Regions from separate parts of the Mus musculus genome. Here regions 2, 3 and 4 are each linked to region 1. The links are chromatin contacts, called in public HiChIP or PLAC-seq and promoter capture Hi-C maps. All regions are on one chromosome and are shown on one strand. Each heading gives the region's core, a stretch centred on a gene start, on an enhancer-like site or on the middle of the called end of the contact. The rest is flanking DNA. Distances are from core to core; before and after follow the strand shown.

What was found. Promoter capture Hi-C pulls out the DNA fragments that hold promoters and counts their contacts. HiChIP or PLAC-seq counts read pairs in DNA pulled down with a chosen protein or histone mark.
Region 2: a contact with region 1 is called in an H3K4me3 HiChIP or PLAC-seq map of embryonic stem cells, with 8 read pairs. The contact joins the promoter of Cdk4 here to the promoter of Lrp1 in region 1. A contact is called at or near these places in 2 of 39 promoter capture datasets (cranial neural crest and embryonic stem cells) and 3 of 115 datasets of contacts at active chromatin or transcription factors (bone marrow-derived macrophages, embryonic stem cells and pancreatic cancer cells).
Region 3: a promoter capture Hi-C map of cranial neural crest shows a contact between it and region 1. The contact joins the promoter of Cs here to the promoter of Lrp1 in region 1. A contact is called at or near these places in 1 of 39 promoter capture datasets (cranial neural crest) and 1 of 115 datasets of contacts at active chromatin or transcription factors (astrocytes).
Region 4: a contact with region 1 is called in a promoter capture Hi-C map of cranial neural crest. The contact joins the promoter of Coq10a here to the promoter of Lrp1 in region 1. A contact is called at or near these places in 1 of 39 promoter capture datasets (cranial neural crest) and 1 of 115 datasets of contacts at active chromatin or transcription factors (pancreatic cancer cells).

Annotation. Positions count from the first base shown.
Region 1 is chr10:127,619,216-127,625,593 of GRCm38.p6, forward strand. It overlaps Lrp1 (low density lipoprotein receptor-related protein 1), which reads right to left and starts at 1,933. Exons shown (of 89, transcript NM_008512.2): 1 at 1,403-1,933. The coding sequence starts at 1,472.
Region 2 is chr10:127,060,787-127,067,389 of GRCm38.p6, forward strand. Cdk4 (cyclin-dependent kinase 4) reads left to right here and starts at 2,749. Exons shown (of 8, transcript NM_009870.4): 1 at 2,749-2,973; 2 at 3,434-3,667; 3 at 3,799-3,934; 4 at 4,049-4,216; 5 at 4,369-4,478; 6 at 5,167-5,217; 7 at 5,315-5,450; 8 at 6,143-6,502. The coding sequence starts at 3,450. The coding sequence ends at 6,235. It overlaps Tspan31 (tetraspanin 31), which reads right to left. Exons shown (of 6, transcript NM_025982.4): 6 at 6,504-6,603.
Region 3 is chr10:128,336,050-128,342,532 of GRCm38.p6, forward strand. Cs (citrate synthase) reads left to right here and starts at 1,678. Exons shown (of 11, transcript NM_026444.4): 1 at 1,678-1,910. The coding sequence starts at 1,869. It overlaps Gm51822 (a long non-coding RNA gene), which reads right to left. Exons shown (of 2, transcript XR_003949053.1): 2 at 1,090-4,977.
Region 4 is chr10:128,364,304-128,370,572 of GRCm38.p6, forward strand. It overlaps Coq10a (coenzyme Q10A), which reads right to left and starts at 4,677. Exons shown (of 5, transcript NM_001374700.1): 1 at 4,395-4,677; 2 at 3,704-3,850; 3 at 720-912; 4 at 102-203. The coding sequence starts at 4,534.

The sequences.
Region 1 (6,378 bases), core at 683-3,182:
AGAAAATTAGGGGTGGCAGCTAGACAAGACAGTCCCCGACATGACATGACTGAAGGCCACTGAGTAAACTGTTTTCCTGGGCACAGCTGCCTCCTGACCCTCTTGTCCTCCTCCCACAACTGAAACAAGTTAGAGACAGGGGTGGGGGAGGATACATAATCTAGTTTCAGAGAAAAACTTTCCCAATCCCGGCCTGGCAAGCTCTTGAAGGCAGAGGAGGGCTGTAAGATGCTACGAAGCTGTTGTCCTCAGTGAGAGGCAAACCTGACAGGAAGTCACAAAATCTCACCCCTTCTCAAGTTAGGGACCCAGCCCAATTCAACCCCATGACCCCAGCGTGAAGCCTGGGCAAGTCTTGAACTGGGGACTCATGGAAGAGGAAAAACAGCTGACAGAAATAGGGACGAGGGGCATGCAATTCCCCCAAAACAACACAGCAGCCCAAACCTAACTAATATACAAAGTGTATGTATGAAGTGAGACAGGGCTGGGCTTTACACATTTACTAAATGAGCAGGATTGGGGGCATGGTCATAACCCCCATCCCAACCTCCAACTCTCCTTCCAACCCAAACTGTGATCAAGCCTGAAATCGGGGAGACAGAGCTTCCTCTGAACCCCTCCCCAGCGTTCCAGACCATTCTCCAGTCTCTTCCAGAATGATGACATCTGACGTTTTTCCTCTCATCTTAAAGCTCCCAGGAATTAAGAAGGGAAAGCCAGCCATAAGCGTCACCAGACCCCTCCATCCCTCAACCGGGCTCCTGACTGAGGCCCTCAGCGGGGAGCTGCTCACTTCGGAACCCAGGCAGGCAGCCCAGGATTCTGGACCCGGGCCTCCATGCCTGGGATGCAGGGCTCATTCCACACCCAAACAGGGGGCCCTGCCTATCCCCACCCACAGCTTTCTCGGCCTGCCTGCCCTTTGGCCAGCAGGGCACCCCTAGCCGGCTTTGCCTTCCAGCCTTCAGAGTCCACTGCAAAAGGCCCTCCGCCCCCTTTTGCAGCGGTACACAGCAAATCCGGATTCCTTCACAATTCAGATGGGGGTGGGGGGGCGGGAGGGTGGAGGATGTAGGGGAGGCAGAGGCCCTCCCGTACCAGAGATAGGAAGAGAAGGCCTCTTAATCCCAAGATCAGAAAAAGGGGGAGCCCTCTTTTCCTACCCAGGCCTCTGGTCTTTGTCTGAGCTGGGGGGCCCTGGAAGCATCATTTGTCCCAGGCTCCCATCCCCCAAATCAGACCCCATCCCCGCCCCCAGTCAGGCCTCTGCTGTGTCAGCTGGACTGGGATAACAAAAGGCACCCCCTCCCGCGTCTCCCTTCCCCATCCAGACGCAGGAGTGGGGGTTGGGGAGGGGGAGCCCCCAGGGGTCCATGGGGGCCGCCGGAATCTCACTCACCATCCATAGTGGCCCCGGAGACCAGAGCTGAAAGCAGCGGCAGCAGCAGCAGCAACGGCGGGGTCAGCATGGTGTGGGCCGATGCAAACAGCAGCCCCCACCCTCTGGTCCTGTTACTTCTTGTCCTCGCCCCCCCCAATTGGGGGGTCCCCCTTTATCTTCCTCTCCCCGACTCTTCTATTCTTATCCTTTCCTTAAGCAAAGCGAACCAGGGGCATAGGTGAAATGGTACAGTTCCGAGCCCCCTGGGAAGGGCCTGCTGACGCGGGTGCGCCCCCTGCCCCCAAATTCGAACCCTTCACCCCTGCTTTACTCCTCGCTCCTCTCCCCCTCCCAGGGCGAAGCTCACAGCCCCATCTCGGAGCCGCCTCTGGCTGCAAAAATGCACAATTGGGAGGAGGCGGGGTGGGGGGTGGGGGGCGTGGACCCGATGGGGGTGCCTTGGTAGGGGCCTGATGGAGCACTAGGGGCTCCCCCGTTTCCGCCTCCTCAGTGCACTGGCCTGGAGCTCGCACCGCTGCTCCCCTGACTGAAGTGCCGCGGGGGGGGGGGGTGGGGGGGAGGAGGGAGGGGGGTGTTCAGAGGGGAGAGGGAGGGGACAGGGAGAGGAGGGAAGGAGGGAAGGGGCGGGGAAAGAAAAAAAGAGGTGGGGGGGGGGGGAGAAAGAGCTACGCGGCAATCCTGACAGTGCGCATGCGCTGATTTGGCGCGCTGCCCTGGGGAGGGGGAGTCGGAGGCGCTACAAGCTTTGGAGTTCTGGGAAGCGGTCCGAGAGTGGGAGTCCCCGGGCACCCTGTCCTCTAACTGCGTCTACCTCATCCCAGCGCTCCCTAGAGCCGGTAGAGCCAAGGGTGGGAATGGGGTAAGGGGCAAGGAGAGCTGCGCTCTAGTGCCTCTTTAAAACTCTATGTCACACCCCAGGATTTCAGATCCCCTCAGTGGGGTCCCGAGCCGCTGTCTAGGCGGAGGCCTGATTTCCTTGGGGAAACCCAGACAGTGCCTCCCTAGCCTAGGGTGGGGGCAGGGGTGGCCGGTCCGCCGGGAAGGTGCGGGAAAGGCTGAGCTTTGATTTGGAGACTTTGTAAGAACCGGTCTGGGATTGGGGCCTGCGTCCTCAGGAGGCGGAGTGAAGGAGTGGCCACATGGACCCGCCCCCACCTCGCTCCAGGGCTCAGAGTAAACAGGGACACCCGCGGGGACACGCTGCAGCTTGTCGGCCCGCCTTGGGCTCAGGGATGGAGCCCACCTTAGTACCCGCCCAGCCCTGCTCGCCTGGCACGGGGCGCAGGAGAGGCAGGCTCTGGTTTGGAGAGAGGTGACTCACCAGAGGGTGGGGTTGGGGTAGAGCCATCCCCTTTCGCCCTGAGAGGTCAGGCTCGATTTTTTTTTTGTTTGTTTGTTTTGTTTTTGATACCTTCTGACTGGCCTCCCACCAAGTCAGGGTTTCAGATGCCAAACTACAGGGAGTTGGAATGAAGGACTCCAGAGCTCCGCTACCAGACACCAGTCCTAGGGGGCTGTGTGCTGAGTGCCGGACCTTTGTCCCCAGTCTCAGTCGGTTTGGGAACGGTACTCTGGAGTCCAGAAAGCATCGGGCGGTTCCTAGGGCCGGCGAACGTGCTTCCGGCCACTGCCCTCTTGTGGGCGACGTTTGAAGACTGTAACCCTTAGTGTCTGACTTTCTCTGTGACCTGAAGTGAAAGTTCTGGAAAGCTCAGCAGGCGACATCCCTGGCTAGAGATGAACTTTAAAGACCAGGGACCAGTACACTAACTCCACAGGAGTGACCCCCACACACACTCCAGCCTGTCACTGGCAGAAAATAGACTTGTCCATTAATGACTGAGAGCCTTTCTTCAATGAGAGCTTATGCGGCTCACGGACAGGCTAACTGTATAGTCTCCCAGGCTGGACTCTCAGGATCCATCTTTCCTCCGTCCAGTTTCCAGCCTGTGCTCAAGTAGAGGCCTGATGTCTTTCTTCCTTTTGAAATATACTGAAGGTTTCCTCCTCCTCCTCTTCCTTCTCCTCCTCCTCTTCTTCTTCCTCTTCTTCCTCCTCCTCCTGTTCCTCCTCCTCCTGTTCCTCCTCCTCCTCCTTTTTTTTTTTTTTTTTTTTTTTCTAGCACAGGGTTTCTCTCAGCAGGGGTGGTCTGTTATTCTTTTATCCAGCTTCCATGGCCTAATACAGTGCCAGGCCCAGGCATGGAGTCACTAAATATTTTTAGTGGATGCTCACAGGCTTCTGCTAGGTCTCCACCCAATATTGTGGTCCAAGCAAAATCTGGTTGAAACTGACCTCAGGCAACGTTGACAGGGAAAAAAAAAAAGATATCAATAGCTACCATGCAGCTTGTAGCCTGAGAAGGCTAAGAGCCTGCCGCTTGGCTTACACAGATGAATCTTCTTCCTGACCTTCTCACCTCGCGTCTCTTCCATGGACCTGTCCTGGGTATTTCCGATAACACTCATCCTTTTATTCTTTGTCTCAGTGGCTACCCTTCAAAACAACAACCACATTAAAAAAGAAAAGAAAAGAGAAATGAAGAAAAGAAAAAGGAAGAAAGAAAAAAGAAAGAAAGAAAAGAAAAGAGACGTGGGGCTGGAGAGATGGCTCAGAGCTCTTGCTGTTCTTACTAAGGTCCTAAGTGTCCAGCACACACATTGGGTTGGCTCATAACTGTTTGTAACTCCAGCTCCAAAGGGTCTGATGCCTTCTTGTGGCCTCCATGGGGACCTGCACACAGGTGCACACTTCTACACACAGATATGAATAAAAAAAATTTTTTTAAAGACTATTTTATTTGGGGGCTGGAGAGATGGCTCAGCGGTTAAGAGCACTGCACTGACAGCTCTTCCAGAGGTACTGAGTTCAATTCCCAGCAACCACATGGTGGCTGGAGACCATCTGTAATGGGATCCGATGCCCTCTTCTGGTATGCAGGTAGATGAGCAGACAGAACACTCAGGTTAAATAGATAGATAGATAGATAGATATTTATACAATGTTCTGCCTGTATATATGCCTACAAGCCAGAAGAGGGCACCAGACTACATTACAGATAGTTATAAGACACCATGTGGTTGCTGGGAATTGAACTCAGGACCTCTGGGCGAGCAGCAAATGCCCTTAACTTCTGAGCCATCTCTCCAGCCTCTAAAAAAAATTTTTAAAAGATTTTTGTTTTTATTGTTTTTAACTATATTCATGTGTGAGTATGTAGAGACCTAAGGCATCAGGTCCCCTGCTTGAGCTGACGCCACCACCACCTAACTTGGGTGCTGGGAACACAACTCTTGTCACCTGGAAGAGCAGGTTCTTAACCACCAAGCCATGCCTCCAGCACCCTTGCCACCTCTTAGGAAGCCTCTTCCAAGGACTGGGATGTAGTTCAGACCACTGAGCACTCACCTGGCATGCACAAAGCCCTGAGCTCAAAGCCTAGCACTGTATACTGTATGCAGTAGCACGCACTTGTAAACCCAGCACCAAGGAGGTAGAGGCTAAAGGAGCAAGGTGGAGAATCAGAGGCCATCCTTGGCTATAGAGAAAGAGCTAGACCAGCCTGTGCTACATGAGACCCCGTCTCAAAAGAGGGTAGAGGAGGGGGCTGGAGAGATGGCTGCTCTTCCAGAGGGCCTGGGTTCCATTCCCAGCACTCGCCTGGCAGCTCACAGCTGTCTGTAGCTTTACTTCCAGGGATCTGACACCCTCACAGACAAACATGCAGGCAGCACACCAATTTACATTAAAAAAAAAAAAAAAGATGTGTATACCCACAGTGGGCATGAGAAAAGGTGGTGGTAGGGGAATACTAGTAGTTTAGGCTGGAATTGTAACAGAAATAATGGAAATTCAACAGGACGGGTCAAATGTGAGATCTTCCGTCAGCCATGGCGATCCAGAACCTGCCCTCGGCCGCTGTTCTGGGCCTGTGCTATCTATTGAATACCAATGAATGTATTTTAATTTATTTTCTTTCTTTTTTTAAAATGATTTTTTTTTGTTATTATGCATTGGTATTTTGCTTGCATGTCTATTTGTGTAAGGGTGCTGGAGTCCCTGGAACTGGAGTTACAGACAGTTGTGAGTCTCCATGTGGGTGCTGGGAATTGAACTCAGGTCTTCTGGAAGAGTAGCTGGACTATTAACCTGCTAAGCCATCATCCCTCTAGCCCCATGTTTTTATTTTTATTAACTTTGCATTACAAAAAATGGTGATACTTAATTATTAGTAAAACTTGTAATATAAGAAAATAAACTTGTCACTTCTCTTTCCTTGTTTTTTATTTTGTTTTGTTTTGTTTTATTTTGTTTTGTTGTTGTTGTTTGGTTTTGATTTTATGAGACAAGGTTTCTCTGTGTAGCCTTGACTGTCCTGGACTTGCTTTGTAGACCAGGCTGGCCTTGACCACACAGAGACCCAAATGCCGCCGCTTCTGCCTCATGACTGCTGGAACTAAAGGTACGTCATACCATGCCCAGTTAAACTTGTCACTTCTTAAACTCCCACTTCTGGCCTCACCCTCAGATAAACCACTAGGAATATGCCTTAGAAGTGTCTTCAAGCTGGGTGGTGGTGGCGCACGCCTTTAATCCCAGCACTTGGGAGGCAGATTTCTGAGTTGGAGGCCAGCCTGGTCTACAGAGTGAGTTCCAGGACAGCCAGGGCTACACAGAGAAACCCTGTCTCGAAAAAAACAAAAACAAAAACAAAAACAAAAACAAAAAAAGAAGAAGAAGAAGTGTCTTCAAGGAAGCCTGTTTGTTTTAGCGGTGTACAGTTACAAATAATACCCTTTAAAGTCACAGAGGAGCTGGTATATACGGTTTCATAGCTTACGTTCTTCACCTTAGCTTGCCTTGAGCTCATTCCACGCTATCTGTACAGACCCAGACCATGTTTCATATTAACCTCCTGAAGCTCCTTGATGGCTGGGTGCTTAGTTTGTCCTGGTATATGAACAGCTGACATT
Region 2 (6,603 bases), core at 1,499-3,998, 560 kb before region 1:
TGAAGCGAAAGCCACACAAGCACGCTTAAATCTTTGTTTTAAATTGACCCCTAGTGCTACTGCTGGGCCTGTCAGCTTTTTGATCTGCTTTGTATTTACACCCACCCTCTCAGCCCCTTTGTGAAACTGAAGGAAAGAAAGGGATTCCCGGAGAGCCCACTGGGTCAAAGACACTGAGAAAAAAATTAATTAGCAAAAGAGTAATTAACAGAAAAGGGAGGGAATGAGCAAGTTGAAAAGTCGAACCAGGGACAGATTGCCAAATTAAGACTCCTCAATGGAAAGTGGCTGCAAAGACAATTTCGGCACAGCATCTAGTTGCTGTGGATGGACAGATGAATGAAGGGGGTGTGGGGGCGCAAGTCAGTGACTTAAGCAGACAAAGAAGATAGCTTCTGTAAGGACAGGAAGCTGCAGTGGGGTCCTATGGGCGGCAAAATGAAGCAGGGAGTACCTGTGTTGGGAGTTGAATGCGCTCACAGACAGCTAAAAAACCCAAACAGCCCTAGGAACATAGCCAAAGAAACACCCACCTCTCCAGCCCCTTAGCCAATTTAGGCCTGGATTTTTTTTTTTTCTTTCTGCTCTTGTTGGCAAGGCAAGAAGCATCGAGGCAGCAGCAGGAGATGTGTCTGATGCACACCTTCTGTGGTGTGGTGCTTGACTGTGATTTACATGAATCCTCAATTTACATTCACATTCTCATATACATTCCCTCCCCCAACCCCCTCTCAGTCAAGGTTTCAACTTGTAGTCCTGGCTAGCTGGGAATTCACTAAGTAAACTAGGCTGGCATGAACTCACAGAAATCCACCTGCTTCTGCCCCAGTCCTCTGGGATTAAAAGCATGTGCCACCATAACCCATCACTGTTACGTTGTCGACCAGAAAAGTAAGAAGTTAGAATGGAATACACAGCAAAACAGGTAATAAAATAGTTTTAGCCTGGGTGTGGTGGCTCAGGTCTAGAACCCAAGCATGTGGACATTGCAGAGTCTGAGGCCAGCCTGGGCTACCTGGCAAGAAAGATCCAGTCTCAAAGAAAGAAAAGACAGAGAAAGGAAAAGAGAGAAAGAAAAGAAAAAAAAAGTGGTGCATACCTTTAACCTTAGTTCTTGGGAGATGGAGCAGGAGGATCAAGTATTTGAGGCTAGCTACGTGTCCATTTCAAGACCAACCTGGGCTATATGAGACCTTGTTCCATTAAAACAAAACAAATATCCACAATAAAATAAATCAGAGCCAAAATCGTTGCTCATGCCTATAAAAACAGCATTTAGGGGCTTTAGCACAAAAATTGCAATTAATTTGAGACCAGCCTCAACTCTAGTGTCTCAAATATGATTTTAGAATTTAGGGTTCAGGAATATAGCTCAGTGACTGAACCCATGCTTACTGCATATAAAAACACTAACTCCAAGCCGGGTGTGGTGGCACACGCCTTTAATCCCAGCACTCAGGAGGCAGAGGCAGGCAGATTTCCAAGTTCGAGGCCAGCCTAGTCTACAGAGTGAGTTCCAGGACAGCCAGGGCTACACAGAGAAACCCTGTCTCGAAAATCCAAAAAACCAACCAAACAAACAAACAAAAAAACACTAACTCCAATCCCCAGCACCCCCACCCCAAATCAATTTAAAATAGCTCTAGATTTTAGGCAATTTTTCACAAATGGGAACATGGTCCTTCATCCCATATCCCTAAGAGGTGGGAGACAATAAAGGAGTTGGAGCAGACGAAATCGTCACACAGATCTACCTCTGTCTAACTAGATTTCTGTAGGCAGACCATTTAGGAAACGCTGATCAGATCAAGAATATGTTCTAAGCTGGACTGGGGAAAAAATAGGAACATGACCCCAACGAGGAGTTGCAGGTTTGCAAAAGGACACGTCATCTTCCAGCAATGTGGTGGTGACTGACCCTGGACATGCTTACCCTGTCATCTGTTTATGCAATCACATATATATGTAGCAATCTTAGTGTAAAGACTCTTGTAAAATCAAGAACCCCTATTTTCAATCACTTCTTGCTGCTTTTAATATTCCTGGGGAGGTTTACAGGTTGGGAAGAGGGAGGGCATTAAATTGCTGCCCCCCCATACCCATACAGTGGCTTATTATATTTCCTTCTGTCCATCTTTTAATCCTAGTTTCCTCCTCAGATAGAAATTATTTATTCCCTGTTTTATAAGACCACAATTACCTATACTAGTTATCTTTATCATCACTTCAAAGGGCGAGTGACTGAGACACCAAAACAAAAACATCGCATACCAACTGGAAGGAAGCACTTAGTAAAATTGTGTTGAATGAATGAGTAAAAGAAAGACACAAATACGAATGTTTCCCCATGGCGGTGGAGTGGAAATGTTACAGCACCATTTCTGGCACCAGGATCTCCCACTAACACCTCGACCTCCCGCCCACTCAGAGACCCATAGTGAGACTGAAGATGCGCTCTGGCTCGGCCTTGAGCCCAGAGTTGAGAGCTGGTTGGCCCGGTTGCCATGACACCGCCTTGTGCTCCACCCTCTCTCGCCCCCACACACCCCCTCGGCAGTCAGGGTATGGCAGCCAGTCACGTGCCACACAGCGTAACCACACCTCTGCTTCCCAGCGCAAAGTCAAGGGGTCACGTGGGATAGCAACAGGTCACGTGGCCGTCAGGGCCCCGCCCCCTTCCCCACCACACCCCTCCCATCAAAGCAGCCCGGGTTGCCCACTGCGCAAGGGTGAAGATCACGTGTCCAGAACGTCCGGCGCCCGCCCCGCCCCCCGGGTTTCCGCGCGCCTCTCTGGCAGCTGGTCACATGGTGAGGGTGGGGGTGAGGGGGCCTCTCTAGCTCGCGGCCTGTGTCTATGGTCTGGCCCGAAGCGTCCAGCTGCCCGGGACCGATCCCCGGTGTATGGCGCCGCAGGAACCGGCTCCCGGGCCCAGATAAAGGGCCACCTCCAGAGCTCTTAGCCGAGCGTAAGGTGAGTGCAGTCTCATCCAGGATCGGGGGACCAGTCCCCGCCACCACCAGCACCCTCCAGCTCCCCACGCGTGCGCGTCGCTGGCTGATTATGGAAGGTGGCCCAATGGCGGGAAGTGGGGCCTTTGTGGTCGCGGGCAAGGGTGTGATTTTGGAGAGTGAAGTGCAGAATCTTCGGTGCAAACCCTGTGCACTGTGTGATCCTCTTTGTGCCTAGTGCGATGTCCTCCGAAAGGAAAGAAAGCATTCTTTTTCTTCCTCCGGGACAAAACGTGGCCGGAGGAGGAGGGTTTGATGGGAGTCTTTGTGTTACCTAAGGCGCGGGCCCTGGAAGTGTGGAGGGGTGGGATGTTGCTGATCGCGTTGGCGAGGTCTTGTGCAGGAGTTCCTTTGTTACCGCCGGGTCATCCCCCTCCTAACCGTGAGAGTGAGTTTGGTATTAGAAGCCTCTGTGATTGTAGATCCCCTGCTTCGAGAATGGCTGCCACTCGATATGAACCCGTGGCTGAAATTGGTGTCGGTGCCTATGGGACGGTGTACAAAGCCCGAGATCCCCACAGTGGCCACTTTGTGGCCCTCAAGAGTGTGAGAGTTCCTAATGGAGGAGCAGCTGGAGGGGGCCTTCCCGTCAGCACAGTTCGTGAGGTGGCCTTGTTAAGGAGGCTGGAGGCCTTTGAACATCCCAATGTTGTACGGTGAGAAGGTTGGATTGGGAGTGGGGCGGAGAGGACAATAGGACCCGTAAGGCAGGAGTGGGACCCTAGAACGCCAGAGGCCACGTTGAGACAAAGGGGACGACTAGCTGGTGATCATTTGTTCTTCTCAGGCTGATGGATGTCTGTGCTACTTCCCGAACTGATCGGGACATCAAGGTCACCCTAGTGTTTGAGCATATAGACCAGGACCTGAGGACATACCTGGACAAAGCACCTCCACCGGGCCTGCCGGTTGAGACCATTAAGGTGAGTAGGGGTGGGGCTGGGGGCGAGGGTGGACCGATCTTTGCAATAGAAGTTGTTGGGATTTTGAAGTGATACATAGTTTCCGGTGTTCTGTGCTTTCTTCTTGAAAAACAGGATCTAATGCGTCAGTTTCTAAGCGGCCTGGATTTTCTTCATGCAAACTGCATTGTTCACCGGGACCTGAAGCCAGAGAACATTCTAGTGACAAGTAATGGGACCGTCAAGCTGGCTGACTTTGGCCTAGCTAGAATCTACAGCTACCAGATGGCCCTCACGCCTGTGGTCAGTAAAAGGCGTTAGCCGACTAGGTTGTGATAGGGGTAGCTCTTGGTGGTTTCCCATAGCAACTGAGGAGTCTTGTACATGAAGTTTTCAGAGCCAGGCAGGTCTGGTTCGTGAGGTCGACACTCACTCATTTCTACTATTCTCTTCAGGTGGTTACGCTCTGGTACCGAGCTCCTGAAGTTCTTCTGCAGTCTACATACGCAACACCCGTGGACATGTGGAGCGTTGGCTGTATCTTTGCAGAGATGTTCCGTCGGAAGTATGGGACTAGAAACTTTTTGTTGTTAATGGTACAGGGTTAGTCCTGGCCGTAGATCAGGTTGGCCTTGAACTCACAGAGCCCTGGGATTAAAGGCATGCGTTACCACCGCCCGTATGGGACTTGAAGCTCTTAACCTACCTTCAGTTGCACATAGCTTTGGCTGCTTGTCTTACTGTGCTAGAGGTTGAAATCAGAACTCACACACACTCAGTAAATGCTTCCGTGCCACTGAACTTCACACTCCGTCGGCCCCCAAGTCTTTTACAGACATGCCTGTTCTTGACCATTCGCTTTTGTGCATGTATGGTACGGGACATCCAGCCTACCCAGTTCATACTGACCACCTTGCCTAGAACCAAGAAACCATATAGGCATGCCCTGGATTTAGGATCTTCCCGTTCCTCGTCTCCACACTCTCTAGTTGGGTCTACATAACGGTTACTCCTCAATTTTTTTTTTCTTTTAAAAATGTATTTATTTCCATGTATGTGAGTACACTCACTGTCTTCAGACACACCAGAAAAGGACTTCAGATTACATTACAGATGGTTGTGAACCACCGTGTGGTTGCTGGGAATTGAACTCAGGACCTCCGGAAGAGCAGTCTTATCTGCTGAGCCGTCTCTCCAGCCCCCACTCCCCTATTTTTGATATAACACATACTTTGAGTCTTTTTCTGCCTTAGGCCTCTCTTCTGTGGAAACTCTGAAGCCGACCAGTTGGGGAAAATCTTTGAGTAAGTATTTGATAAGGAAAAGGAAAGACATTTCCTGCTGCCGCGGAGACAGGAGCTGGGAAAGGCCCCTCCTAACAGAGTTGTCCTGTCCCCACAGTCTCATTGGATTGCCTCCAGAAGACGACTGGCCTCGAGAGGTATCTCTACCTCGAGGAGCCTTTGCCCCCAGAGGGCCTCGGCCAGTGCAGTCAGTGGTGCCAGAGATGGAGGAGTCTGGAGCGCAGCTGCTACTGGTACTGGACCTGGGCGGGGATTGGGTTAAGATAAGAAATACCGTGGCCTGGGGAACTGGCTCAGTGGGTAGAGTTCCTTTGCATAAGTGTGAGGACCTGAGTTCAAATCCCCAGAACTCATATAGAAGTTGTGTGCTTCTATGGTGCTACTCCTTTTTTATTTATTTATTTATTTTTAAAGATTTATTTATTTTATGTATGTGAGTACACTGTAGCTATCTTCAGACACAACCAGAAGAGGGCATCAGATCCCATTACAGATGGTTGTAAGCCACCATGTGGTTGCTGGGAATTGACTCAGGAGCTCTGGAATAGTGGTCAGTGCTCTTAGCTGCTGAGCCATCTCTCCAGTCCTGTAGTGCCACTCGGGGCGAGATGGACAGATCCCTGGTAATACAGCGCTGACAGAGTCTCCAATGAGATGGAAGGCAAGGACTGGCAGCCCAGACTCTTGACCTCTGCATGTATACACGCACATGTGCGTGCCCGCATTTCACACATGAGCACGTGCACGCAGAGATGAAACAGACGGGCCCAGACCAGCCTGAAGCTAAGATGTAGCTGTGGGCAGGCTGTAGTTGTCACTGCTGTTGGGAATGGCCAGCCAGAGTGGGACAAAGGAAACAGCCATGTTGGGTGGGCATCAGCATCGGCTCCTGAGCTGTTTTCTGACCTTTGTCCTCTCCCTTTAGGAAATGCTGACCTTTAACCCACATAAGCGAATCTCTGCCTTCCGAGCCCTGCAGCACTCCTACCTGCACAAGGAGGAAAGCGACGCAGAGTGAGAAGAGGGGCTGCCTTTCCCAGTCTTGGTGGAGAAACCCTCGCTGAAGCGGCAGCCTCTGTTTCCCCCCAAGGCTGTGGAGAATCCTCCAGTTTTTTACAGAGAATATTTTAAGCCTTAAATAACAAGTCCCCACCTCTCCTTACGAGGTTCACCCCCATTACCCTCCCCTAGCTCTACACTAAAGGGCAGGTGTATCTGTCTTCTTCCCTCCCTGATTTATACTGGGATCTTTTTTATACAGGAAAACAAGACAAGACAAAGAGTATGGTCTTTATTTTTCTTTAATGTTTTTTCCAATTGGCTTTGCCACTGGGAGACTTGGGGAAAACAAAACAAACAAACAAAAAAAAAACACGAAAACAAGTT
Region 3 (6,483 bases), core at 428-2,927, 720 kb after region 1:
TACAGACTCAGCTTTTGGGCGAAACCACTTAACCCCCTTCATCTCTGGGCTTTCACATTGATTTTATAACAATGGACATCAGGATTAAATAACTTCAAATAAATAAAAATTGGACGTTAAAGTACAGAATCCTATCAAGGGGCTTAAAAAGGATGGCATTCTCTCTGTAGTTATTAAAACTCCAGTTACCATTATGGCCACCCAATAATTGTCCCTTCAGCAGCCTCACCTGATGGGGACAGCCTCTGGTTACTTACGGCACTGGAGTTCAGGCCTCTGATCTGCTAGCTAGTCTCTGTGGATAATTAACTATGGGGGAAGGAACCAGGTCAGACTATTCTGGGGTTATGAGGAAACCCCATGTGAGATGCTAAATTGGGAGCCAATATTGATCAGTGAAGCTTTGAAGTCCCCGGGGAGGTGGTCTAAGGTTATTGCTTCTCAAGAGGCGCAGCTTCTCTTGATAAAGTTCTCTCATAAGAACTACCTGACTTCCAAGCTAGAACAACACTACTGGGCAGATATGAATATGTATATGAGAAAACTTGAGGAAATAGGGGTTTTCTTTCTCTTTTCCAAGTCTAAGCCACAAACTACATCCTCTATAAACAAGGACTATCTGAACTTGGCTTACATGGATACTGAGACCTCTGCACTTTGTTACTGTCATGTGGTGAGATAAAAGGATTGTACATTTGAGGCTTGGTGGTTACAGATAAGGTGCTCTGATCATTGGGTCAGCTTCTCTCCACCCTTAGGCCAATTTCACAGTAGGCACAGGAAAGTACAGAAGTTCTGAGGTGTTCTACCCCGGGGCATTTAAGAGTGATGTGTAAGATCATTAAATCCTTGTGTCATTCACTGCAATGTTTTCTGAGGGAGAAATAAGAGAGAGAGCCAAGTAGGATAAACGTCCTCGAGTCCTTTGGAAATACTGTGAATGATGGGACGAAAAGAGAGTGTCTAACACCTGATCTTGAGTGGAGAGTTGCAGCTCCTGATCCTGTGTCTGAGGTGGGCTGGCTCTATGGGGTTTTATGATATGGGGTTTTATGAAGAATGTCAGAATCATAAGGCCCAGGACCCAAAGACTGAAAGGTTCCTTCATATTAAGGGGGCTTTTGTAAGACTTAGACTCCATATAGTTCACAAACATCACTAAACATTCAGGCTTCTGGTTTTGCTCTTCTCCACATAACGGGGTCAGTATCTGTAATTTCAAGATTTCTTCTGTTCACAAATGACCATCAAGCAACTAACTCTGGCATCATAGCGGGCTTTCTGCGTGATGTCACCTCCACGGCCATGAAGTCATTAACCAAAGACATTCTTTAAGAAAGCATGCCAAGCAGGTAGAGGAAGTGCAATGGTCAGTTGCAGTGTTCAGTGACCTTCAAACGTCGCGTGCTGGAGCTTTATCTTCAGCATTCTCCGGAGAACCCGAAATGTGTTAAGGGCAAAGGGAAAAGCCAAAGAAGGAAGTTAACTGAGTTCTCAGGCACATCCTTAGACACCTACAATCCCTTTCCCACCCACTCCTAATTAGCCTAATCCGTACGGTCCAATCCTCCCCGCGATAACATCTGTCAAAGGCTCAGATCCCGCCCCTCTTCCATTTTGGGCCAATGGTCGAGGCCGGGGTGGGTCGCCGGAGGGGGGCGGGCTCAAGTTTCGGGCAGAGGGCGGGGCCTCGCCGAGGACCCTGGGCTGGGCGCCTGTGCCGGTTTGTCTACCCTTCCCCTCAGCCGCCTCCTTTCAACCTTGTCCGCCGGTTGGCGCGGTCTCCATCACAGCGGCGACCGCTCCTGTTGCAGCTGTAGCTCTCTCCCTTCGGTCCCTTCCCGCCAGGTCCCGGAGTTTCGCCCGCCATGGCTCTACTCACTGCAGCAACCCGGCTCTTGGGAGCCAAGGTGAGCTTAAAGGAGGGAGCGCGCCGTGGCGCGCGGGGTGGGGCTGAGGCGACCGCAGGGCCTCCGGCACCGGCTCTCCCTCCCACACCGGAGCGCAGCCCTCCGCGCCTTAAAGGGGCCCGACCCTGGCGAGCCGCCAACCCTTCCCAGAGCTCCTAGGCCATGTGCTGCGTGCCCTTCCGGCTAAGGTGAACGCTGCCGGCCCCGGCCTGCAGCCCCCGGCGGCCGGGAGGCCCGCCTTCTGTCATATCAAGTATCCAAGGTGCAAGCGAGGGATGCAGGGCCCTGGCTGCAAGGCCAGAGAGCAAAGATGTGGCGTGGTCCCCCGAATTAGGGAGAGAACTGTTGGAGGAGGAGTGGGGGATGTATAAATATGCTCACTTGGTCACTGGGGCTAATTTGGGCTCTGCTTTGTAGGGTGAGTCCTGTCAGGACCTGTTTCTTTCCTCACTGTAATTGAAGCCTGTAAGTGACCCCGCCGTTTTAGTTTTGTTAGGGGACTAGAGCCCCCCAGCTCCTCTTTGTCCTTGGGACTCCTGCACTTAATGTATATAGGAGGAGCTTGAATAGGGTGGGGCATTTCTGTTAAACCTGCTGATTATGTATCACATCAGGCTCTAGGTAGAACCAGAAAGGTTGTTCCTCCAAGCTACAGGCCAATAAATGAAGACAGGCGTGAGGTAGTAACACCAAGGTCACATGACTCAATTCTACTACCTACCAGGAGTACTTCCCCTTATTCCCTGGCGGCCCTTTAATTTGATGGTTTGCCTTTTGAATTCTGAAGTTCAAGTCCAAGTAGGGATAACTCTTAATTTCACGTTATCACTACTTTTTTGCTCAGCATAACTTGGGCCTTTAAACAGAGACCCAGCTATGCTGAGGGAATTTCAGCTCTAACCCAAGTGGGGACAGTCCCACAAATGACCTTGGCTTCTGTTTTAGTTTTAAAGGAACTAATAGGTTTTTCTCATCAGTAGATAGTTTGAAGCAAAGTACACCTGGAGGAAAGAAAAGACTTAGAATGGTATTAACTTTCTGTGTGAGATGCATAGTTGTCAGATGTACCACAAAACTTGTAGGGTTTATCTTGGGGCTTTTCTGTGTCTGGCAACAAGGTAGAGACTGGTTATTTGGTAGACACTTGTCTTACTTGGCTGTTGCTACTGCTGCTGCCAGGGAACTGGGTAAGGAAACCTCTTGGGAAATGAAGCAAGTTCTAGACGGTGTTTGGCAGAATGGTGGACCTATAATTAGATCGGTTCAGGAGCTGCTAACCCAGACCAGATAGTCTAACACAACAGTGAACTTGAAAAAGCCTTTGGTTTTACTTTTTTTTTAGTTTATCTTGCTTCATAAAGCCCTAGGAAATGTCATAATGCTTTGGGAGGGTGACTGGGCCACATTTGTGTTGTCATTCTTTACTTTTATGTTAGAAGTGAAGTTGAGGATCCCAGAAACTTTGCTAGTCTTTTGTACTCTGTTGGTCAAGTTGCTTGAGTTGCTTGAATCTCAGTGTGCCTTGCACTGAGCATGATGGTACGTGGCTGTAATCCCAACACTGAGGAAACGGAGACAGTGGGTACATAGTAAGTTTGAGGCCATCCTGAGCTACCTGCTTCTCCCAAGAGGTGAGGCTTACTCTTGAAATCAGCAAGGGCAGCCAGGTGGTGATGTCACACACCTTTGCCTGCAATCCCAGAGGCAGGTGGATCTCTGTGATCTGGAGCTGGAGACCAGCCTGGTCTACAGAGTGAGTTCCAGGATAGCCAAGACGACACAGAGAAACTTTGTATACAAAAAACAAAAAACAAAAAACAAAACAAAAAAACCCAAAACAACAACAAAAAAATCAGCAAAGCCCAGAAACAGGACATGGGGACTCTCAACTGTAAAACAAACACTGGGAGGCTTAGACAGGAGGATCATTACAAATTCAAGGACATCCTGGGCTTCACAGATGCACAGACTGCACAAGTGTGAGTGATTGCTGTGTAAGCATAAGGATTGAGTTCAAATCCCTACCTCCACCTAAAGGCCACGTTTAGTTACATCACCTATGACCCTTATTGTGCTGCGGTCGAGGGAAGAGTGGAGTCAGATGGAACCTCAGGGTATCCTTTGCCAGTCAGTCTGTCAGGAACCAGGTTTTAAGGAGACTTTCTATTCAGATTTTAATAATAAGGTGAAGACCAGTGGAGGAAGACACCTGAAGTCACAGACACACAGGGAATGAGAACAGCAACAATAAAACAAAAACACAAAACTGTCAAAGTCTAACAAAGTTAAGGAGTAGAACCTGGAGAGGGCCATGCAGCATAACTGGGAGTCTGGGGAGCCTTTCAGCATATCAGCATTGCTCTTATCTGCCTAAGCTTTCTAAATTAGACCCGTTCCCTTAGTCATTGGTGACCAGTTTTACTTTTTAATACTAAGAGACTTTAAAGACTGGTGGTGGTGCACATCTTTAATCTCAGCACAAGGGGGCGTAGAGGCAGGCTGATCTCTGAGTTTGAGGCCAGCCTGGTCTACAGAGTTCCAGGATGGAGGAAGCTACACAGAGAAACCCTGTCTCAGAAAGAAAAAAAAGTGGGGCTGGAGAGATGACTCAGCAGTTAAGAGCACTGATTGCTCTTCCCAAGGTCCTGAGTTCAAATCCCAGCAGCCACATGGTGGCTCACAACCATCCTTAATAAGATCTGATGCCCTCTTCTGGGGTGTCTAAAGACATCGACAGTGTACTTACATATAATAGATTAAAAAATGTTTGACCCGGAGCAAGCGGGGCAGACAGAGAAGAAAAAGTGTGTGAAGACAGCTACAGAGTGCTTACATATAATAGATAAATAAATCTTTAAAAGAAAAGAAAAGAGAAGAAAAGAAAAGGCTGAAAATAATGGAGATGGAGGTCAGTGATTTGCCTCAGTGATGTGCAAGACTCTGGGTTTATACCCTTCAGTGTGTGTGCCTGCAACTAATGCAAGGTTGTAATTCCAGGACTTAAGAAGCTAAGGGAGGAAGATCTCAAGTTCCAAAAGTTTCAGACCAGCTTGGGGCTACATGAAACCTGTTAAGGAAAAACAAACAAACAAAAACAATTAGAAAAAGGAATTAAAAAAAATTTTTTTTAACTAAAAAGTAAAATCTGTCAAGACCTATAGATATATAAGTAGACCTTGGCCAGGAGGTATGTAGCTCATACCTATCATTCTTGAGCTTGGTTTTGTCCTGATCTTTTCATAGCTGATCTGGGATTGGATAGGAATTGGATAGGATTGGGCCACCAGGTCACCTTTAAGCTTTTGAAGTCAACATGCTTTATCAGCCTTATCTAAAAGGAATATTGTTTTAAGAATCTCACCATGTAACCCAAGTCTGGCCAAGAACTCTTTCTTAACCCCCATGTTAAGTCTGCCTCAAGGCTTCACCATCATACCCATCCTAAAGGGGAATTCTGTGTCAGTGAGAATGACTTCTCTAGGCTAGGGTGTTTGGAACTTTGAAAAGATCAGTGCAGTTTTACATTAACAGTGACTTGCAGCATGTCCACACCACTACTTTCTTCCTCCACTCCCCCCCCCCCATTACTTATTTATTCCTTCCCTCAAGATAAGATTTTTCTGTGTAGTGCAGACAGGCCTCAAACTCAGATACACCCGCTCTGCCTTCTGCTCCCCAGGCACTAGAATTAAAGCTGTGCACCACCATGCCCAGCTTCACTGCACATTTTCTATAAGCCCTAATCTGAAATTAATCTCAACAAAGCAGAGTCATTTTTCTCGGGTGAAATAGGCTTAACACCCAAAACTTTTGAAGGCAAAACTCTAATCTGTGGACATTTACCTTCCTTGACCAAGTGGGACTTAATGTTAATTGTGGAATAAGTCTATTTGTTCCTACTAACTTTTAAATTGGTAGCATATGACTTCATGGGCTCAGTCAGTCAGCAAGGACAGAAGTGTATGTGAATAAGTAGAGAAGAGCTCTATTGGCATTCCCGGTTCTTAGAATCCAACCATGCAGCATAGGAAACCAGACTTGGATCTCAACTAAAGCCACATCATAATTTCTTGTGCAACTTTAGCACTATCTTCTTAGCATCTGGCAGTTATTTCCACTGCCCAGGTTTTCGTAGGCACCATTATCTGGCATGTTGCTGATTTGATGAGATTGTGATCCTGAAGAAACGGGATGGAATCTGACAGTTTATGTTTATATTTTTTGAACTCATATGTGTTGCTGGGATTATAGGCATGACCTACCATACCCAGCTTTATTTATTATTTTACATATCTTTAGAAAGGAATCTTGTAAAACCTAGAGCAAAGTGTTAGGAGCTAAAACTTGTTTTTTAAAAAACCTAGCAGAAGTGAGGAAATAATTTATTATTTTCAAGAAAGTGCTAAGGTGACATTTGGTATATATATATATGTAATAATTTGTGTCTGGGCGCATGTCACACAGCACTTACGAATGTCAGAAGGCAGTTTATATGAGTTAATTTTTTTGCTCCTTCTACAAACTCAGATCATCTGGTGTGGCAGCGAGTGCCTTTACATGCTGGGCGTTCTCA
Region 4 (6,269 bases), core at 3,427-5,926, 750 kb after region 1:
AAAATGTAAATCTAATATGGACTTCGACCTCTGGGTACTTGATGACTTGAAGTGTTACGTGTACCCTCAGTCCCAGGCCTGTGTCACAAAACCTGACTCACCGAGAAGTCCACAGTGCAGGTTCGAGGGTAGGAGGGAATACCAGGGCTGAATCTCCAAATAGTCTCTAAGTGGTTGAAGAGCTTGCCGTCAGTGCAAACAGCCTGGATGGAATAAAATACATTCTAGTTAACTCCTATTGTTAAGGAAGAGGGGTAGTGTTAGAGCAACAGTTCCTAACCTGTGGGTCACAACTCTTTTATCAAATGACCCTTTCACAGGTCACCTAAAACCATCAGGGAAAAATTTATGATTTGTAACAGCAGCAAAATGACAGTTATGAAGTAGCAACAGAAATAGTTTTATGGTTGGGGGCTCACCACAATATGAGGAACTGTATTAAAGAGTCTTAGCATTAGGAAGGTCGAGAACCACTAAGCTAGAGGGCTCAGCTCAGTGGAACCATTTACACAGCATATGTGATATCCTAGGTTGGCCTAGCATGACTCAAAATAAGTAAAAGTCATTTTCTTCCCTTTAATGTTATATTTGGTAAAAAAAAAAAAAAAAATTAACACATAGACATCAAGTAATTACAGGAAAAACCAAAGTAGTCTTTGACCGTGAAACTGGTAAGGAACATAAAACTTCCTAGGGAATCCCTCTCAGGCAGGCCTCACCTTGACCATGTGTGGTTTGACCATGGAGACGGCAGAGGTGTAACGTTCCAAGACAGGTGGAAACCCAACCTCCAATTGGGCTTTCAGGTGACCCTTACGGCTGGATACTACCAGTGACTTCTTACACCACGGCACGAACTCTCGGTACTCCTGGACGTTGGACACCACCTCAAACATCTCCTGCATTGAGTACCTACAGCAAGAGGAATCAGAGGCCGAGGAACTGCCTCCGAGTCAGGGCTTCCTTGCCATTGATTGGTCTTGAAGTAAGGCCTTTGCCCATTAACCAAGGAACACAGACAAACCCAGATGGCATATTTTACAATTAGAATGGAAGCTTCCCACCCCCACCTGGCAAGGTCTCATGTAGCCCTGGCTAGCTCTAAACTCCGTAGAGTTGAGGTGACCTTGAACTAATGTTCCTGCCTCTACTTCCTGAGAGAGCTGAGACTACAGATATGCACACCACACCTGGTTTGTGTTGTTAGGGACCACAGCCTCATGCATGCTAAGCAAGCACTCTGCCAACCGAGACACATCTTCAGACCACAATGCTTTTATATTATTTTATCCCAATATAGACTGTACACAACAGGTTGCCAGTTTTATTGGTAGTCAGATCTCAAAATTTCCTGTTTTGTATGGAACATGTACAGATCAGAGAACAACTTGCAGCGGACAGTTCTCCATTGTGTGGATTTGTGGAATCTCTATCAGGCCTTCAGGCTTACTGGCAGGTGCCTTTACATACTGAGCCACTGGAGTTTTTAAAAGTCTTATATAAGCCGGGCGTTGTGGCACACACCTTTAATCCCAGCACTCGGGAGGCAGAGGCAGGCAGATTTCTGAGTTCAAAGCCAGCCTTGTCTACAAAGTGAGCTCCAGGACAGCCAGGGCTATACAGAGAAACCCTGTCTCAAAAAAACAAAAAAAGTCTTATATAGCCCAGGCTGACTTTAAACTGTGGAGCCCAAGTTGGCTTCAAATTCCTGATCCTCCTCGCTCAACATCATGAGTGCTAGGAACATACCTCTACAGCTTCCTAGAAACTACCTGTGCCTCCAATCTTGCCTATACCACAGTGGAGCTGGTAATACTTGGTTCATGTGCTCACGAGGCCCGAATGAGACAATCTGGGTAAAATGCCTATGTGCATGGACTGGAGATGGAGCTTAGCATCAATGGTAGATCTTACTTGGCATATGGGAAGCCTTAGGCTCAGTCCCCAGCACCACATACATGTGTGGTGCTAGAGCAATGGCTGTTCTTGCAGAGGACCCAGGTTTGATCCCCAGCACCCACATTGGGGAGCTCAGGAATGCCCTGCTGTCTTTTTAAATATGTGACTCCAAGCATGGTATCCACAAGCCTTTAATCCCAGTACTAGAGAGGCAGATGGATTTCTAAATTCAAGAACAGCCAGGGCTACACAAAGAAACCCTGTCTTGATAAACACCAAAACCAATCATTGTTATTTACTATATAGGTGGCAATCATAGGAAAGATAGCTAAACAGTGAGTTCCAAGACAGCCAAGGCTACATAGAAAAATCCCAACTTGAGTATTTTACATCTATTTGTGTATGGGAGCATGTATGCCAGTTTGTACTAGAAGTCAGAAACCAACCTCCAGCAATTGGCTCTCCCCTTCCACCGTGCAGATCCAGAGGGGTGAAACTCAAGTCATGAACCTTGGCCGTAAGTATCCTCACCTCAAATGCCATTTCACCACCACCATCTTTTTAGATAAATTTAACTTTATAGCCTGCAGTGCAGGTTAGTGGGCTGAAACTGATAAGGATCCTCCTGCCTAGGGCTGCTAAAGTTGTAAGCTTCTACCACCACCAAATTTTAAAAAAATGAATGTGTATGTTTTGGGGAGGGGATGTACACATGAGTGCAGGTGCCCACAGAATCCAGAACAGGACACAAGATCCTCTGGAGCTGAAGTCACAGGCTGCCTAGTGTAGGTGCTAGGAACTAAACTCAGCAGTGCAGGCTCCTAGACATTAACCCATTTCTCCAACCTCCCGCCCCAATATTTTTAGTTAAAAAAATTTTTTTTTCATTATTTTATGTGCACGAGTGTTTTGCCTCCATGTTTATCTGTGTATCAAACATGCTCCCGCTTGAGGTTGCAGTATGCCTCCAGGTGGGGCTGGGAAACAAACTCGACCCTTTGCAGCAACGAGTGTTCATCACTGAGCCAACTCTCCAGTCCCTTATAGTTTAAATTTTTTAAAGCATTTTTGCTATAGCTGGACATGGTGGTGCACGCCTTTAATCTCAGCACTTGGGAGACCGGCCAGCCAAGTCTAAATAATGATACCGATTATCAAAATAAAACAAAAGCCTGACATCCTGGTAGCCAGTAAAGTCCATTTAGTCCCAGTGCTTAGGAGGCAGAAGCAGGCAGATCTCTGAGTTTTAGCCCAGCCTAGACTACATAGTTCCAAGGTAGATACCCAGAGGTATGTCTTGAGACCTTGGCTCAAACAACAATAACAAAAAGCTGTGACTTAATTAAGTCCTGTAATAAGTGGTTTCTTAGCATGTTCAATCCCCAGCACTGCAGAAAAACAGCAGCATGGTGGCACATGTCTATAATCTCAGCTCTAGGGAGGTAGGTGGAGGCAAGATATAAGTTCAAAGTCTTCTTGACTGTATATCAAGTTCAAGGCCAACCCTAGGCTATGTGAGAGCCTGTCTCAAAATGTGTGTGTGTGAGATACCTATGATGCAGCTCTGGCTATGTAGTCCGTGGAAGCTTCAAGCTTAGATTACAGGCTGTACTACCTAGTCGGTTACCTTTCTATGATGTAACACAATTCTAGACTAATACACGTGCAGAACAACTAAGGTGGGAAATTTAGGTTGAAAGGCTGGCAGCGAAAACGTTGCTGGGGAGACAAGTGGCCCAATATGAATCTTACCCACTACTGGTACATGGTTATTTATTTGAAGGGGAAAAAAAGGAATGCTCACCCCATGATCCTACGCTCCGAGTAAGCCTTTCGCTTGTTGGTAAAGGGGGCAGCAAAGCCCATGAAGGAACGACTATGAGGTAGGCCAGCCTCCGCTGCCAAGGCCTGGGCAGCGCGAGGCAAGAAGAGATTACAGGAAATCAGAAACCTAGCGCCAAAAAGAAAGGAGAGGCAGCGTCACGATTCTTTTTTTGTATTCAACCACTTCAGGTGAAGGGGAAGAGGGATGCATCACAGAGGAAGGTCGTTGGTTCGGGCAAGCTTTTCTGCCCCTAGCACCTGCTGCAGCTAGCTGGGCTGGCTGGCCAGGCAGTCACGAGTGCGAAAGGTCGAGGGCGGCTGAGGACAGGGCCAGGGGTGGGGATGGGAAAAAGAAGGGCACGTCCTAAGTGCCAGCTGCCTTTGAGGCAACACTACTGCTGCAAGCAAACTGAAGCATCTCTGACGCCAGGGTCAGGCCAGGCACATCAAAGCCAGAACGCCGGCGAAGGCCAAGAAGTGGCTGGCACGCACCCGCCCCGAGCATCTAGCTTGTACGCGTATCTCCAGAACTCCATTCGAACTCCCAGGGCACCACCAATGCCAGCCCTTCTCCGGCCTGCCGTCTAAGGGCTGCCACCCTCCACCGCTGAACTTCGGGGTGCCGGGCGACCCCCTCCGGTCCTGCGCGGACGTCTGTGCCTGCCTCTCACCTCATTGGACGCGGCGGCCGCGGAGGGCCCGGGGGCGGGGTCGGGACGGAGCGCGCGCCCCGGCAGAGCGAGAAGCCGCAGCAGCTCCGGGCGGCCGCGCGCGTCGGGGCCGGGAGCCTCCGCGCGCCCGCAGAGGCCATGCGCGCGCCCCTGCCTGGCACTCCCGGCGGCGGCGAGCTGTAGGGGAGGCCGGGCAGGAAGGGCGGCGCGAGCTCCGGCTGCCTTCGCCCTGCTCCGGCCCGCGCGCCGGATAGGCTGTCACTGAAGCGGTGACCGCAGCTCTGGGTCCCCTCACGTCACGCCGTTGCCAGGGATCGGGAGGAGGGAGCGCGAGGAAGGAAGGGACAACGCTGCCTGTCGGGAGATGTAGTTTCTTTGACACCTCTGGCGTGAAAGAAAGGGCGCTGGGTGCGTGTCGGAGGAGCTGCAGAGATGGCTCGGGGGAGCGAGATCGCCTGGCACAAACTACTTGGCGAGTCTGTGGTCACAGGACCTGATACGTAGACGCAGAGGCGACGTCGTGGGCGTGTCAACGGCAGATGGCTGTCGATGTCCAGAGGAACGTTTCTCAGAGCCCTTTAGAAGGAGAGGCTCTTTTCATCCTACTGGCCTTTGCAGTGCCTGCTGCCGGTTTATGTCTTTGGAAAAGGATATTAACTTTGCAAGTTCTGGGCTGACTTGTATAATCTCTCCTAGATCTACACGCCCTTCCCCCTTCCTCCCCTTCTCGTTATTCGAGACAAGACAATTCAGGCCTTGAATTTGCAGTGCTCCTTCATGAACGTCCCTAGGAGCAGAATTTCCTCCCTAATATTTATGGAAAGAAGTCTGAGGCAGAAGCAGGAGGGTTGCCACGAGTTCCAGGCCAGCCTGGGCTACCTACCCAGTTTTAGAGTAGCCAGCTCTAAACAAGAAGCAAGCCCTACTGTCAGACCAAACCAAACATAAGACATGGTTTGTTTGTTCTTTGAGACGCCCTCGCTATATAAGCTTGGTTGCCCTGGAACTCTTGGATATCGTCCTGACTCTTAGCTGCTGAGATTACAGACATGCATGCTCTCCAGGAGGGCTTTGGGGTGTCATGATCTTGCTCTGTAACCTGCACTGACCTTGAACTCATATGCACCTTCTTGCTGCCACTTCCCAGTTGCTGGAATTACAGGTGTGAGCTACTACTAGCCAAAATTTACTTTTAGAAAAAAGCACCATCACTGTCGGGGAAAAATGTGTACTCAATGGAGGACGAGACATCACAGGCAGAAAGCCCAAAGGTGAATACTACGTCCCAGGATTCAAGGAAAAAACAAGCGCTCTTGGGAAAAGTATGACCAAAGGAAAAAGAGAGAAGAGAAATAAACTACAAATTAGAAAGAGATTAGCCTAGACGGGTGCAAGAGCAAGCAAAATTCTCCCGACTGTCACAGAGCAAGCTCTGCTTTCCCTACGCTGGGTTAAAGCTCCCCACATTGATTCGAGCTTTGCCTGACAAAGGAAATGTGCTGGCAGGAAGAAGACAGGCAATCAAAGCTACATTGTGATACAAGTCAAATGCTTTACACAAATAAGGTCATAGACTCAGAGTCAAGACGAGGCTAGCCAGATGGCTCAGTGGGTAGGGGTGCTTGCCACCCAGTTTGCTCTGAATTCAATCCTCAGGACTCCCCCCCCCCCCCCCGCCCCCATGGAGAGAACCAGCTAAACACACATCACACAACACACATGTGCGTCTCCCACACCCACACACACACCATAAACATACATACACATTCTCATGCACACACACACATTCACATTTATACACTCACACACATACACATTCTCACACACACACCATGCACACACACATACTCATTCTCATGCACACACACACACACA